Regions from separate parts of the Anser cygnoides genome. Here region 1 is linked to region 2. Evidence: chromatin contacts called from public Hi-C data. All regions are on one chromosome and are shown on one strand. Each heading gives the region's core, a stretch centred on a gene start, on an enhancer-like site or on the middle of the called end of the contact. The rest is flanking DNA. Distances are from core to core; before and after follow the strand shown. Region 1 overlaps JADE1 (jade family PHD finger 1). Region 2 holds the start of LARP1B (La ribonucleoprotein 1B).

Region 1 (3,035 bases), core at 511-3,010, 150 kb before region 2:
TCCCTACATAGTTAGGGATCCACTGATTTCAGTGCTTTCAGTTGCAGTAGTCCTGAAACCTACTTCAGGTATTAGTAACTTTATCTGTATAGGACACAGATAGGAGGTAACAAGGGTGCAAAGCAGCCATTACTTCTAAATAAAGAAAATGCTAGTCAAACAAACAGGCAACTGTTGTTTACTTCAGCTATTTTCCTTCACCAGCAATATGTTTTAGAAGTCATTCAGTGTTTAACACATAAAAAATGATTGAGAGAACTAAAGTAAATGTCCTTTTTTTTTTTTTGTGGCAATGTTGCTTGCTGAATTTTTCCACAAGTTTCACTGCTTAAGTAAGAAAAAAAAATAGTAAGTCTTAATCAGCATAAATGTAATAAAACCTGCCACATATACTTCCATTTCACTATTGAAATATTCAGAGGTTCAACACTACCAAACAGGACTAGGAATAGGAGGCTCAAGGTATCCAGGACAAAAGAACCCTTGCACAACACGGGAGGTTGAGTCCAGCTCTAACCTCCCTCCCTAGCTCAAAAAAAAAAAAGAAAAAAAGGAGTGGGAGGAGGTATTGGGCTAAACATGGCAGTTCATCTTGTATATCAGTGGGCCACATAAACTCGCAGCAAATGGCCCTTCCTGACACTCTTTATCTGGTTTGCATACCCAAACAACACAGTCTACGTTGTTATGCTTCCACTTTGCTAAGAGCTTATCAGAAATACATGCTCAGTGTAAAAAATAAGTATTAAAAAACCACAAACATAAGAAAACCCACATTACCTTATCAGATGCGGAAAATTACTATCCGTTTTATCTATTTTGCAAATAAAGATATTGAGACGTAATGGCAAAGAGATACAAATGAAAATGGTCTCTGGCAAAGCAGAGACTCAGTGTCATGACTCAGCCCTAACATATTACAATAGTGTAATCCTTCAGTGCTATTTGAATCATACACACTACAAAAGGTCAACTCTTGTTAACAGTGCATTTGCACACTGGATCTGTCTAAAACCAAATTTCTGCTTCTGACTCCAGAAAAGCAACAAGAGTAGTAGGTGGTGGCAGTGTGTGTACATAGAGATGTTCAGAGGAAGAACCTCAACCAGCTGCGCAGTAAATTTTCAGTGCACATAATGCAGACGCTCAGGATATAAACAGCCCGAGTCATTTGATACCATTCACAACAGTAATTCTGAAGTTACATTTTTTTTTAAAATGGACAAAGGAGTTTATTGCTTATTTAGAAGTTAAGCTTCTTTGCTACTGTTCAAAGCTGCAACTGCCACAAATATATTTAACTAAGCACACAGTGAGGAATGAAGAAAACTTGGGAATCCAATCATTACTCCGGCTCTGTGAACTTTGCTTCACTAAGCAAAAAAAAAAAAAAAAAAAAAAAAAAACTGCAGCAAACAAAATAGTCTCTGACCTTCCAGAACAACATTAAAAAAAAAAAAAAGCCTGATCTGCTTATGTGGGCAGATTTTGGCACAGGGTAAACATCTGTGTTTGCTCCTCAAATTGCATAAGTCACAAAAGAATCTCTCTCTCTTCTCTCTCCCTTTTATCCAGGACATGCTTTTAAAGCATTGCACTTTTATTTTTCTTTGACAATCTGAGGCAGGTTACTTTCTCCACATGGAAGTGCAAGCTCTGGCGCAAAGTAACCACGCCAACTGCTTGTAATCTGGTATCTCTGAGGGAGGAACGGCCACATCCTGCAGCAAGCACACGTACCCTTACGTAACCACCAAAACCGCAGCTCTAGCCTACTTGGCTTCTCAAATATTCAGCCAACCATAGCAGCATCTCTGCCCTCGGCCAAAGCTAAAGGTGAGCCCTCAGTATCTCAGATCTCTTCTGGAAACGGGCCCAACTACTTAAGGGAGCCAGGCAAAGCCTTCAGCCACAGCACGCAAAGGGAAAAGCGTTTACAGAAGATAAGTTAAGGAAAACTGGAAAGAATGCCAGCCCCAGAGCGGACAGTCACATGCCAGAGTACAGCTTGTACTGGCACTCCGGTGTAGTGCTTTGGATCAATAACAGCTGTAATAAAGCACATATTGACTGATAGGCTGCACAGATGCACAGAGAGAGCAAAGGACTTTTTTTGCTCTCCCACATGCTGATGCTGGAGCCTCGAGCAATGATCTGGCTCTACCTTTGTGTGTTTATTTTATTTCATACTTTTCAAAAAGCTGCTTCTGTGGGCTCTTTGGGGTCTCTCCCCCCCCCTTTAAGGAATTTAAGCACCTTTCATGACTGCCTTAAAAAAATGCTACAAGTATTGTGCACTCAGTAGTGCCTGACACACGCCTCAGATATCATCCTTAGCTTGTTTGCAAGGGTTTGATTTCAGTGAGGAAAATCAGTGACAGCAAAAACATCCCAAACCTTGTAAAACGTAACGAAAGACCAAGATCACCAGCTGGGCAAGCCCTGGCATTTCTTGCGAGCAGAACAGGTAGGTATTGAAAATGTGTACATCTGCCACACGCTGTCCCCAGGGAGGGAGCCCCATTAACCAAGTAAGCAGGGTAACCTTCAGAAAGCAATCAACATCAGCTGTTTTAAATCCTTTAAAGGTGTCGAAGATATCCATACACAAAATTCTATATTTTTCCATTAAAAAAGAAAAAAGAAAAAAAAATAGACCACTAAAATCAGGCCACAACATACACACACTTATTTTATACAGGTATTGTAAAGTCAGGAACTCTACGAGCCCAGCTAAGGGAAGACGACACTGACATTTGTCTTAGTTTTAAAACACCTTCTGTGTACCTACAACCATTGAAAGCAAAAGTATGAGTTGAAATTCTCTCTTCCCTGGGAATAAGTGCTTGTGCCACTAATTACCAGAAGCTAGGATTTTTCCCTACGAGGGATTTCTCCCTCCCTATAAGCCTAGGTCTTACAATCATAGAGAATTCTACACAGCCCTTCCTATTTAAACTTTGATACTTTCTAATAAACTGAAGTATCAAACACAACACATTGTACTCAGTTTGAAGATCATCTCAACCTGAACA
Region 2 (3,186 bases), core at 412-2,911:
TGCCCAGCAAGCTGGATTGTAGAAGCTACGCGTAAGTCGGTATTTATGAGCGCGTCAGTACACACAAACAAAACAGTCAAGATGATAAAGATGACTGTACGTGTTGCCAAAAGGTTTGATCTTCAGCTAAATAAAGAACCTGTGGTCTGGAGAACCCTTTTGTCTGCTTGCATGATCGGCATACTTGAAACCATAAAAGGCTATACTTCTCTTTGTGAAGGAAGCACACGGTTAATTTAAGGATAAAAGCGACTGTCGGAACACAGGAAGGTTTGTCAGGTGCCTTCAGGAGCAAGTGCAGAGACCGAGATTCTCGGGAAACACATGCTGAAGTATGGGTTTTGAGGTTGCTGGCTTGCTTCTAGCCAAGAACAATACTCCAAGAAGTTGCTAACTTCGAGGAACGCTGCAGTGGCCTAAGCACAGAGCCCGGCAATTTCAAGTCAGGTCTGAGATCTGCCTGCTTAGTCAATACGGAGCCTCTCAAGCAGCTTTACCTTACATGTGGCGGTGATTAAAGGCCACCAGAAAATTGCACCCTGGCTACCCTCACCCCACCTCGCTCCACATAAGCGGTTTGAATCCGCAGCGCGAGCAAAGTCACTACATGCGCTGCCACGCCGAGCCTTCGCAACCCACACCGCGTGAAAAGCAAAACCCAGCGGCGGACCGAAGAGAGGGGCTGCACAACAGAGAAAGAACGCACGCACAGAGCACAAAACCAAGGCGCACAAGCCAAGGAAGCCGGCGGGACTCCGCAAAGCTCCCACGCGCCAGCGAAGCCGCACGGGGCCGCCGCTCGGCAGCTGCCCGTTGCCCGCCCCGCGGCCTGCGGCAACCGCTCCCGCCCGGCCCGGCCCGGCCCGGCCCGGCGAGCAGCAGCCGGGGGAGGCGAGCAGGGCCCCGGGGCCGCCCCGCCGCTCGGAGGGCGCCGCACCTGGGTCCCGCAGGCCGGCGGTCTCGGCCGCGTCCGTGTCCCCGCCGTCCCGCGCCGCCCTGCGCCTCGTCCACGCGTTCTCCTTGGGCGCCGGGGCTTCCACCGCCGCCCGCCGCCGCCTCTCGTCCGCCTCGGGCTCGGGCTGCCGCCAGTCGCCGCTCTGCTCCGCGGCCTCCCCGCGCTCGCCCTCCGCGGGGCCGGGCCGGCTCCGGGCGCCCCAGCCGCGGCGCTGGGCGGGCGCGGCGGAGACGTGCGCGGCGGCCATGCCCTGCCCGGCCCGGCTGCGGGGGGCGGCCCGCGGGGGAAGGCTCCGGGGCAGCCGCGGGGAAGCCGAGGCGGGGGAGCCTGCCACTGCCCGCCCCTGGCCGCCGCCCCGCTCCGCCTCCGTGCTGGGATCCCCCGCCCTGCCCGGCCCGGCCCGGCCCTGCCCGCCCCGCTCCCTCGGCCCCGCTCCGCTCCGCGCACGGGGCGACGGCCCCCCGCCGCCGGCACCAGCGGGGCACCAGCGGGCGGGCGGGCCGAGCGCTGCCGGCCCCACCGCGGGGGGGACACGGGAGGAAGGGGCGGGGCGCCGTGACCTCACAGCGGCCGTTGCCCCCCCCCAGCTCAGAGTAACGCGCAGCGCGCCCCGGCCCGGCCCGGCCCCGCAAGGGGCTGAGGCGGCAGAGCGCGGCCGGGGCACCGCCGCCTCAAACCTCCCCCAGAGCGCTGCCAGCAGCGCCGCAGTCAACTAAGTACGTTCCTAAAGGCACTTCTGTGACACCAGCCGGGTAGTTTGCAAAGTAGTGTCTCTAAAAACACCCGGGGTTTGGTGTCGGCAAACTCGATTCGATTTTGGTTGGGGCAGCGTTAGTCGCTGCTTTAACGACACTGGATAGAGTTTAGACAACCCACAATAAATAATGCACGTTTCTGTAACTGAAGCTCAAAATACCGGTAATAAGGGAGATCCTTCCATAAACAGAAAAAAAAATTACAACTGCTTCTAAGCACTTCTTGTACAACAGGTGATGAAAAATTACTCTTTCTTCATTTTTTATTTTACACCAAGAAAAAAGGTAGCATGACTAAGATTAAAGCAAGTTTTCGAACTCTTAGAAGCATTCTTCTCCACAACTAAGAACTGCATTTATTCAGGTGCAATAAATGCACGAGTTGAGGACACACCATGAGCATGTCACAGTGACAATTTATTTGAAGCAAAGGCAAGAATTCTTAATGAAGTTTTGCTCAGGAAAAAGGAAGGGCACTATCTACACCCACCTACACCTACACTCCTGAAAACAGGCGTTATCAGTCATGTTACTCGCTCAAAACACTTTCCCCATCTTTTATTTGGTGCCCCAAACTCCGAGGTTATGCAGAGGCAATGAAGACTGTTGTTAGAGCGGTGTGAACACGCAGAGGCCCTACCTAGGCAGTGGCGAGAAGGGCATTAACCATCCTGGTTTTTTTTCCTCACACAAGGGCTAGAAGAGAAGGCAGCAGAACTGTAGGCCAAGCCAGGACTTCAGGAACACCCCGACACCGCAGTACAGGGATCTGAAAAGACCAGGGAAAAGGCAAGAAAGTGATTCAGAATTAACTATATGAGTAAAGGCAGCCAGTAACATGGTGGCTTGACAGGAGTTTGCAAGTACTTGTTTTGCTAACTCTGTGGTAAAAGAGGACTTACTGTATACTTAATTGTATGTAAGTATACAAAAGTCTGTAAAGAACCTCTCAAGTTGCCTAAGACTCACCCCTAACTCTTTGTCTAGTTGTTACCATCCCTCTTGTTACTTTTTAGCACTCTAAGTCAGACTTCCTTGCCAAAATCCAGGGCAGTTTTTCCTTGAAGAGCACACTATTTCAAATATTTCTTCTTTGAAAGAGAGGCTCATTTACCCTGCACAAAACCAAGAATACCAATTTCATGCTTTAAAGGCTATGCTTTCTGTCACGTAGAAGCATCGGAGCACTTCAGCAAACACTGCAAATTACAGAGTTGCATAACATTATAGCATAATATAACAGCGTTTTACTCATGTAACACTTGTGCATGAGGAATTACATACCCACGGACTATCCAAACCTTCTTTCAATACTGTATAACTTATCATTACAGCCAAGCTGACACAGAACCTGACACTTTAAGATAAAGAAACTTCCCTGCCCAACCAACTGTAATTACGATCGACACTAAAAAAAAGTGACACACGACAGAAACAATTAAAACTACACATGAAAAATATTTACTGCCTCAAAGT

What was found. A called contact is a pair of places that touch in the nucleus more often than the background predicts.
Region 1: a Hi-C map of liver shows a contact between it and region 2, with 15 times the contacts expected there. The contact joins the enhancer-like site here to the promoter of LARP1B in region 2. A contact is called at or near these places in 2 of 7 Hi-C or Micro-C datasets (both in liver).

The regions. Positions count from the first base shown.
Region 1 is chr4:36,786,121-36,789,155 of Taihu_goose_T2T_genome, reverse strand. All of the region lies in intron 1 of JADE1 (jade family PHD finger 1), which reads right to left. Among named protein-coding and RNA genes, the nearest start is that of JADE1, 57 kb to the right of the region's middle. Within about 2 kb of position 1,760, at least 3 of the 3 cell types and tissues checked have open chromatin away from gene starts, as enhancers often do. A contact at or near this core is called in liver, where this site is marked.
Region 2 is chr4:36,632,862-36,636,047 of Taihu_goose_T2T_genome, reverse strand. It overlaps LARP1B (La ribonucleoprotein 1B), which reads right to left and starts at 1,661. Exons shown (of 19, transcript XM_066995982.1): 1 at 938-1,661. The coding sequence starts at 1,202.